Linked DNA regions of Mus musculus: regions 1 and 3 are each linked to region 2. The links are chromatin contacts, called in public HiChIP or PLAC-seq maps. All regions are on one chromosome and are shown on one strand. Each heading gives the region's core, a stretch centred on a gene start, on an enhancer-like site or on the middle of the called end of the contact. The rest is flanking DNA. Distances are from core to core; before and after follow the strand shown.

What was found. HiChIP or PLAC-seq counts read pairs in DNA pulled down with a chosen protein or histone mark.
Region 1: a contact with region 2 is called in an IKAROS HiChIP or PLAC-seq map of large pre-B cells, with 7 times the contacts expected there. The contact joins two enhancer-like sites. A contact is called at or near these places in 3 of 15 datasets of contacts at CTCF or cohesin (large pre-B cells, pro-B cells and stem cell-derived epiblast-like cells), 11 of 484 Hi-C or Micro-C datasets (the HPC-7 cell line, brown adipocytes, cortical neurons and 6 more), 12 of 115 datasets of contacts at active chromatin or transcription factors (craniofacial prominence, embryonic basal ganglia, embryonic forebrain and 9 more) and 1 of 9 other capture datasets (embryonic stem cells).
Region 3: an H3K27ac HiChIP or PLAC-seq map of large pre-B cells shows a contact between it and region 2, with 8 times the contacts expected there. The contact joins two enhancer-like sites. A contact is called at or near these places in 1 of 15 datasets of contacts at CTCF or cohesin (large pre-B cells), 2 of 484 Hi-C or Micro-C datasets (cerebral cortex and nephron progenitors) and 2 of 115 datasets of contacts at active chromatin or transcription factors (astrocytes and large pre-B cells).

Annotation. Positions count from the first base shown.
Region 1 is chr1:164,881,347-164,884,304 of GRCm38.p6, forward strand. The region is part of intron 2 of Gm32652 (a long non-coding RNA gene); the gene reads right to left. Among named protein-coding and RNA genes, the nearest start is that of Gm32652, 17 kb to the right of the region's middle. Within about 2 kb of position 1,540, at least 28 of the 459 cell types and tissues checked have an H3K27ac peak or open chromatin away from gene starts, as enhancers often do.
Region 2 is chr1:164,330,387-164,333,605 of GRCm38.p6, forward strand. It overlaps Nme7 (NME/NM23 family member 7), which reads left to right. Exons shown (of 14, transcript NM_138314.4): 5 at 2,226-2,392. Among named protein-coding and RNA genes, the nearest start is that of Nme7, 24 kb to the left of the region's middle. Within about 2 kb of position 1,840, at least 10 of the 459 cell types and tissues checked have an H3K27ac peak or open chromatin away from gene starts, as enhancers often do.
Region 3 is chr1:165,319,205-165,322,059 of GRCm38.p6, forward strand. It overlaps Gpr161 (G protein-coupled receptor 161), which reads left to right. Exons shown (of 6, transcript NM_001310429.1): 6 at 2,232-2,855. The coding sequence ends at 2,497. Among named protein-coding and RNA genes, the nearest start is that of Gpr161, 25 kb to the left of the region's middle. Within about 2 kb of position 1,522, at least 50 of the 459 cell types and tissues checked have an H3K27ac peak or open chromatin away from gene starts, as enhancers often do.

The DNA of each region.
Region 1 (2,958 bases), core at 290-2,789, 550 kb after region 2:
GCTACACAGAGAAACCCTGTCTCGAGAAACAAAAAAATAAATAAATAAAAGAAAGAAGGAAAGAAAGAAAGAGAGAGAGAGAGAGAAAGAGAGAGAAAGAAAGAAAGAAAGAAAGAAAAAAAGAAAGAAAGAAAGAAAGAAAGAAAGAAAGAAAGAAAGAAAGAAAGAAAGAAAGAAAGAAAGAAAGGAGAAAAGAGATGGATCCAGACCCCTGGCAAGCCAGTCGCCACCACAACTCTGCTTGCACTTAGTCTTCCAAGAAGAACATAGAATACATAGAATGTTGCAGGGCAGGGACCACGCTTCAGCGCATATCCAGCACAGAGAGATCCCAGGACATGGTAAGAATCATCTTCATTTCCTCCACAAAAGACCACACATTGAAATCCCAATAGACCACAAAAAATGGGAGACTTTACCTCTCCATTGCCCTGCTTCCTTGACTCCCAGTTGTAAACTGCTGGTTTAACACATCCTGCTAACTGCTTTCTCTGGCAGAGGAAGGGTAGCTGAGAGAGAACAGGAAGGTGACACCCAATAAATGATGGCACTAAAACAAGCAACAACACAAACAAGTCACTTAGAGCCATTTTCAGAAATGACTAGCAAGTGCCGTGCCCTGGAAGAAAAGCTGCAAGGAGAGTACATGTGACACAGAAAATGGGCGTTTCACATTGAAAACAGAGCCCGAAGGGCAGTCCCAGGGTCTCTAAGTTCACAAGGCAGTATCAACTATTGGCACTCAGGGCAAACAGAAAATTTTTCTGCCTCTTCCTCTCATGCTACAAGATGAAAGAAAGGTATTTCCCCTCAAATGTACCCAAAGGAGAGTGTTATGAAAGAGAGAGAGAGAGAGAGAGAGAGAGAGAGAGAGAGAGAGAGAGAAATAACAGCACCAACCTTCAGGTGTTGGTCCTGTGTGTGCTTAAGCACAGCTGTGGATCGGAGCTGGCTATTTCAGGAAGCCCATTGGCTTGTAGGCAACTCTTCCAGGAAAACGATGTTTCACTGTGCACCAACATCTACCTCTTGCAACTCAACAGTTCCATTCTTAGGACAGTATAAAATAACTCTATTCTTGCTCTTTATTTATCATGTTGTTTTAAACATTTAGGTAACATGTAGCCCCATTTTGGTGCACCCTAATTCAGTCTATCTTTCTCTCCAAATAAGTCTCCTATGACTGGCCATTAACCCTAGACATCTTAATCAGTATCATTCATTCTGAATAGCTCAGAACCTGGGCACCTGTATGAGGGGGGCAGGAGTGAAGTCACTTCTTGCTGGTGACATGTTTGACTGTCCATGTGAAAGCTGGGGTGACAGGAAGCACCTGCCAAGCAGTGTTCTTTAGAAGCCTAAAAAACATTTCTACTCAGAAAGCAAAAACAAATATCTTGACCTTTTGAGGCTGATCCAGACAGAAACTGCCTTAGGTTATTGTGGAAAGACAAATGGCAGAAAATTTAATATTTACGGGTCACGTTTAGAAACAGCTACTTCCTGTCCCTCATGCTTACGTTTGCAGGAAGGGGCAGGGAGACTGTACCCATCTACAGCCTGTGCACAATATAGTGTGTGTGTGTGTGTGTGTGTGTGTGTGTGTGTGTGTGTGTGTTTTCTCTACTAATGCTTGGAAAAGGAGCCAATACTTGCAGACCATCTGTCTCTAAGTACCTAAGGGATAACCTAGTAAACACTCAGAAAAAGACCCCCATCTCCCTAGGGGACACCTGGAACATGGAGGGGACAACTAATCTAAAAGTCCAGATGCTTCTCAATTAAAATACATAGGATTTTTACAAAACAGGATAGAGTATGTGTCAATGGTTGGTGGACCACCCTTCCTTGACTGCATGGCTTAGATGGCATATCCTTGGTCCTCCGATTAAACTTTAATCTTATTTCAGAGATTGAAGACAGACTTGTGGGAGGGGTTCCCTAGATCTCTTTGTCCCTCTTTCCAGTTTAGCCATAAGAAATAAATCTCCTTTTCTCCTTTCCATTATTAATTTGGCTCTTTTAATTGGTTTACTAGGGACAGGTGACTAAACTAGCCACTTGTCGGGCCACAGACTGTGACCAAACTGAATGACATTAGGGCACAGTACATGAGAAGGTAGCATGGATGAGATCCCACATGGTAGTCCAGTATGGTAAGTGATACAGACAGGATGGACAAGGAACATGGAGGGGCTGAAAGAAGACAGAGTGAGACAGACCAGTATGTAGAATGGCATCTCTGATGGCTAATAGGGATGGCACTTCTAAGACTGAAGGGTCACAGTGCTTACCAACTTTCAAGTGTTCTCTCTAGAATATCAGCTTGGCCCTTTCTCCTGAACTCTCAGCATGCACCGTCACCTCCCACATCCCACATGGCTAGCTCTCAATTGCCTACACTTAGGAAGAACATTGGACAGCCGTAAAGAAACAGGTTTTTAAACCCATATCACGGGAGCTAGAAAAACTCCTAAGCCATGGAGAATGTTAGAAAGGATCCTCTAGAAATACAAAGTGTAAGACTCGCCTTTGGGAAGCTTCAGAAGTGGAAAAGATAGAAAAGACAAATCTCAGTCTTGAAGAGGGCAGTGATAAAATCAAATCCTTCGCTATGTCTACCCATTAACCAAGACTTGGCCAATCGCATGGCAGATGCTGTATGACCTCAGTTGGAAAAATACGTGAACATTAATTATCAAAAGCTCTTCCCTTAAGTTAAACAAAATTATATTCAGTTGGAACACGATTTCATAAGGTATGAATAGCTGAGCTATCATGGTGAGATGCTTAGCACAATTGCAGCCTCTCCAGTCTCCCTCAGACCATTTATTTTTATTTGTGAAGATGAAACCTACCGGAAGTTTTACAACTCCCTGCTTGCCATGTATTCCCTCATGCAGCAACGTGAAGAACAATGAGAGCATCACTGAGCCGGATGGCCACCCCTACAATGGG
Region 2 (3,219 bases), core at 590-3,089:
TCACACACAAACACATCCATGCACACTGTGACCAGCCTGCAGGATCACACACACATCCATGCACACTGTGACCAGCCTGCAGGATCACACACACATCCATGCACACTGTGACCAGCCTGCAGGATCACACACACATCCATGCACACAGTGACCAGCCTGCAGGATCACATACACACACATCCATGCACACTGTGACCACCTGCAGGATCACAAACACAGATCCATGCACACCGTGACCACCTGCAGGATCACAAACACAGATCCATGCACACCGTGACCAGCCTGCAGGATCACACACACATCCATGTACACTGTGACCAGCCTGCAGGATCACACACACATCCATGCACACTGTGACCAGCCTGCAGGATAACACACACACACATCCATGCACACCGTGACCGGCCTGCAGGATCACACACACATCAATGCACACTGTGACCAGCCTGCAGGATCACACACACGTCCATGCAGACCATGACCGGCCTGCAGGATCACACACACGTCCATGCAGACCATGACCAGCCTGCAGGATCACACACACATCCATGCACACCGTGACTGGCCTGCAGGATAACACACACACACATCCATGCATACCGTGACCGGCCTGCAGGATAATACAGACATCCATGCACACCGTGACTGGCCTGCAGGATAACATACACACACATCCATGCACACCGTGACCGGCCTGCAGGATAACACACACATCCATGCACACTGTGACCGGCCTGCAGGATCACACTAATGCACAGCATCGTGGGAGCATCCAATCACTCTGTAGAGATATTTTATTGGATTTCTTTTTCTTGGTGCTCAGTAATATACCAACACAGGAAGATAACTTTGTGCTGGTGTATATGTATGTATGTATATATATAATTTTATTTTATTTTTCTGAGTTACGTGGTAGACAGGATTTGACCACATAATACCATCTGGCTGCTCACTTGCAATCTGGTCTAATCTCAGCTAGGATTATAAATGTCCACCTTCACACCCAGCCTTGTTGAAAATTTCTAACCGAAGTATTTTTGCAAGATTTTACATTAAAAATATAAGAACAGCTTACGCTTGGTGACATTGGACTATAATTTCAGCACTTAAAAGGCTGAGGCAGGGGAATTCCAAAGTTACAGGCTAGCCTGAACTGTATAGCAAAACCTTGTCTCCAATCAAACAAACAGGCCTAGAGAGATCTCTTAGCTGGAAATAATACTGGCTGCAAAAGTGTGAAGGCCTGAGCTTGACTCTTAAGCACCTACCTACATAATGGCTGGGCCTTGTTCCCTGTGAGAACTCCAATCCTGAGTAACAGAGGCAGGAGCTCCCTGGAGCTCTCTGGCCAGCTGACCCAACTTAAAGCAAACTTCAGGTTCAGTGAGAGAGCCTGTGTTAAGACAATAATGTGAGAAATGACTGAAGAAGACATCAGGCAACCTCCTATATCATGTATGTTTGTAGGGATGCACACTTGCATATAACACACATATATAGAAGTAGATATATAGAGAGACCCCAAAATGAAGTAGGACAACTGTTTTTTGGGATTAATCAATATTTGATAAGTAGTTACAGATAAATGGTTATCATAGTCATAAATATTACGGTTAAAAGTTGGTATCTGTATAAAATGTCAAATTAAAGAGGCTCTAAGAGGGTCCCTTTCTTTGCATCACTTCATTGGCAATCACTTTAAAAAGTCAGCTCAGTTGGGGTTGGAGCCTAGAGAGAAGGCTCAGTTAAGGGTGCTAGCTGCCCTTGTAGGTCCCAAGTTTGGTTCCCGGCACCTACACCGAGCCGCTCACAGCAACTGTAACTCCAGCTGCTGGCAAGCCAACAGTGACTTCTGCACCTTCACTCACATGTACCTACCCACAGAAAGGGAGACACACATGAATACACATCTCTTAAAGGAAATACAATTTTTTTTAGTGATTGGGATGTGTACATAAAAAGAAATATGAGAATCTGTCTCTGTCACTCATAGCTGGTGAGTTACTGAAATAACTTGGTCTATTTAGGATATTCTAAAATATATATTTTAATTACAAACTTTTATCACTAGATTGGATTGGAAATAAAGCTTCACAGTATAAAATATAATTTATATACGTAGTTATAAAGTAATAGGATATAGCTGTCTTTTGTAAAATCAATTGGAGACTTTTCTCTGTAAGGCGTACGTTCTTCATAAGTATTCTTACTGTGTCTGTTTCTAGCATGATGTAAAGAATCGTCGCACCTTCTTAAAGCGGACCAAGTATGAGGACCTGCGCCTGGAAGATCTATTTATAGGCAACAAAGTCAATGTGTTTTCTCGACAGCTGGTGTTGATTGACTATGGGGACCAATACACAGCCCGCCAGCTGGGCAGCAGGAAAGAGAAGTAAGAACAGCCGGGCCATCTTTTTCCATTGAAACCTTGCCTGTGACTTTGGCCACTAACTTCTGATTTCCTCTCCTCGGTCATGTTTTCACAACATAGTTTTTCCAGCGACCTAATATAATTTTATAACATTAAAAATATTTTGGTACTGATTCAGGGATTGGTTCCTAATTAGAATATTGAAGCAATATCTGTAGTCTTAGGAGGTGACTGTTTGGATGGGTGGGTGGCAGAGATAAAGCTCTTACACATTCTATCTGCTTTTTATATTTGTCACTAAAACCTAAGACTATTTGAGCATAAGGTTTTCTTCCTAAGCATAAGCATGATGCTGGTACGAATCACGGTAACCCGGGAGACGGTGAAGTTAGTTCTTGCAAAACTGAAGGCTTTGTGGGTTTGTTCTGTCTTGATAAAACTGAATTAAATTATTACCCCAATTAGATGAACTGGGGAGAAATGCTAATCAAAGGAGTGAGTATAGAGAAAGATCCAAAGGTGGGAAATCCTGTCTTAAGTTAGAACAACTATTTGCTATCCTGCTTGTGTAAGTTGGGGGCTAAAACTTATAAAAGTTTAATTACTACAACAATGATCTGAATTATTATGGTAACAGTAGATATGCAGAAGAAGTAAGGAGTGTACGTGATTAATAGAAATGCAGCAGTGCATGCCAGGAAGCAGCTCAGTTGGGGCAGTGCTTGTCTAGCAAAGATGAAGCCCAAAGGCCTGAGACCTAGCCCCGTGTAAAACTGGAGGTGGTGGCACGTTTCTGTCATGCCAGCATGTGGGAAGTGGAGGTAGAAAGATCAGAAGTTCAAGATCAT
Region 3 (2,855 bases), core at 272-2,771, 990 kb after region 2:
ACACAAACACACACAGATACACTCACAGCAGATACCATGAACACACACACAGCACAGACACATTGCACACATACATACACAGATACACACAGAGACATATACACACAACCATGCACAGTCGCATACATATATACACGCACAGACACATACATGTAGTCACACACTCACACACATAGACACACAGTCTCACACACAAACACACTCAGACACACTGTCTTAGGGTTTCTATTCCTGCACAAACATCATAACCAAGAAGCAGTTGGGGAGGAAAGGGTTTATTCAGCTTACATTTCCACATTGCTATTCATCACTAATGGAAGTCGGGACTGGAACTCAAGCAGGTCAGGAAGCAGGAGCTGATGCAGAGGCCATGGAGGGATGCTCCTTACTGGCTTGCTTCCCCTGGCTTGCTCAGACTGCTTTCTTATAGAACACAAGACTACCAGCCCAGAGATGGCACTACCTACAAGGGGACCTCCCTGCTTGATCACTAATTGAGAAAATGCTTTACAGCTGGATCTCGTGGAGGCAGTTCCCCAATTGAAGCTCCTTTCTCTGTGATAACTCCAGCCTGTGTCAAGATGACACAAAACTAGCCAGTACACACACAGTCACATATGCATATACACACATACACATAGACACAGTCACAAATACACATACACGTGTACACACACACAAACTCACACATAGACACACACATAAAGAGCAGATTCCATGAACACACAGCAAGGACATACCTACACACACATACATACACAGGCACACACACAGTTATGGACACACACATGCAGACAAACACACACACAGATACACACAGAGACAGTGACAGGGAGACAGAGAGAGAACTCAAAACAATTCCCAGCTTTCTCAGGAACTAGCCTGACTGGATGAAATAGTTTCCGTGCCCCCTAGTCCACAGTAGTTGCTCCCCTTTATGGATAGTATCCAGTTATAAATCTGATCCTGTCCTCTTAGCCCGTCCCCTCTGACGGACAGTGGAAATATGGCCCTGTGAGTGCAGGCCAAGCTGCCATCCTGATGAATGGCCCTGGAACCTGCAGGGACCGGAGCCCACTGACTGGGCTTTCCTGCTTATCTGTTAACACAGAGCATCCTGGATGCTTAGGGACCTGGGGCTAGTTTCCACTCCAGACAAGCCAAGGGGAGCCACTCCTGTGTAGGAAGGAGTCTCTTTTTCTCCTGTCTCCAAGTGAGAATAGCCACTGGTATAAGGAACCTTGAGTCTGCTGGAGCCAGGGGCTCTAAGGTGTAAATGCTGAGTATGCAAATGAGCCTCCCTCTGCCCTGCTCCACTCCCTTGCAGCGTGAGGGGAGAGGTGGGAGAGGAGCTCAGAGAGGATGGTAAGTAAGTATCTACTTTTCTGGCAAAGCAGATTCAATACAGAGCTAGCCAGCAGCTTTGAGAGTTTACATTCCCCTTCTACTGGACAACAAGTCCATCTCCTTCCCAGACCTCTCACGCCGATCCCAGCCTGCCCCTTTGTGTCCTACGGGTGGGCTGGAAGCGCCCTCTGCTGGTTGGGTGCTGAGAGCAAGGTGCTAGAGCAGGGGATGACAGTTATGCTGTGTAGGGAGCAAACTAGTGCTGCTAAGGTCTCCACTTCCTTCCTGGAGAGTGGGGCACAAACTGCCTGTTCTCCAGAAAACATAAGGGGAGAAGGTCCCCTAGAGACCCCGAGAGCTTAGGCAGTACGGTCTGTGACCCAGTGCTCAGGTTTGGTCATTAGGCGCCACCTCTGTCCCTCTTTTCCATTCAGTGTAGTGTCACGGCTCCTAATCCTTCCCAGGATGGTGGAATTGTTGACATCGCTTCTAAATGTGAGGCTTTCTACAGTGAAGGAGCCTCTGAGGGAAATGGAGAGGAGACATGGCCTTTGAGTCTGTGCAAGCTTACAGCCTAGGCTGTTGAACCCAGGAGCTACAAGAGGAAAATTCTATTGAAGACGTAAAAGCTAAAACATTTAGGGTAGAATTTACTCATTCACAGTAACCGTGTGAATCTTTTCTCTTTAGAGTCAAGGAAACTAAACTAGAAAATGTCTGGCCTTTCTCAGGATGTAAATTGTGTGAAGTCCAAGATTTTAGCCTGGGGACTCTGATGTCAAAATCCATACCTGTAATCTTCGCTTGTCCGCTCTCTCTGGAGTAGCAAGCCAGCAGAGACCATATCCCTTTTCGCTAACCTTCCTTTCTGCCTTCTCCCACAGAGGCCGCCAAGAACTCTCTTCTTCATGTGAAAGCTGAAGTACACAAATCCTTGGACAGTTACGCAGCCAGCTTGGCTAAAGCCATTGAGGCTGAAGCCAAAATCAACTTATTTGGGGAGGAGGCTCTGCCAGGGGTCTTGTTCACAGCACGGACCGTCCCAGGGGCTGGCTTTGGGGGCCGTCGAGGCAGCAGAACTCTTGTGAATCAGAGGCTGCAGCTACAGAGCATCAAAGAAGGCAATGTCTTAGCTGCAGAACAGAGATGAAAGCTTCAGAGGGGAGCGGGGCCGCAGCGGAGCTACCGGGACTGGTGCCTGTGCCAAGACCCTGGAACATGTCACCACTCAGAGAGGGCCAGACGCCGGGAAGGAAACATCTGGTATGCAGCCAGGAGGATTGAAAATACTGTCTCCAGTCTCTGACTTCAGTTGTCTTCTGTAAAGCACATGTGGGCTGCTTCAGGGCTCCTGGGATGGAACGAGGCTTCGAAAGCACACGTTAGAAGCAGATGGAGATGTGGCTGGGGCATCAGGAGGACTAGAGATGGTGGATGTGAAAGGGAAGCCACCATGTGGCTCTTGTCTTCAATGGTATCCAGCTGCTTTAGCTGTCCCTGGTCTCAGT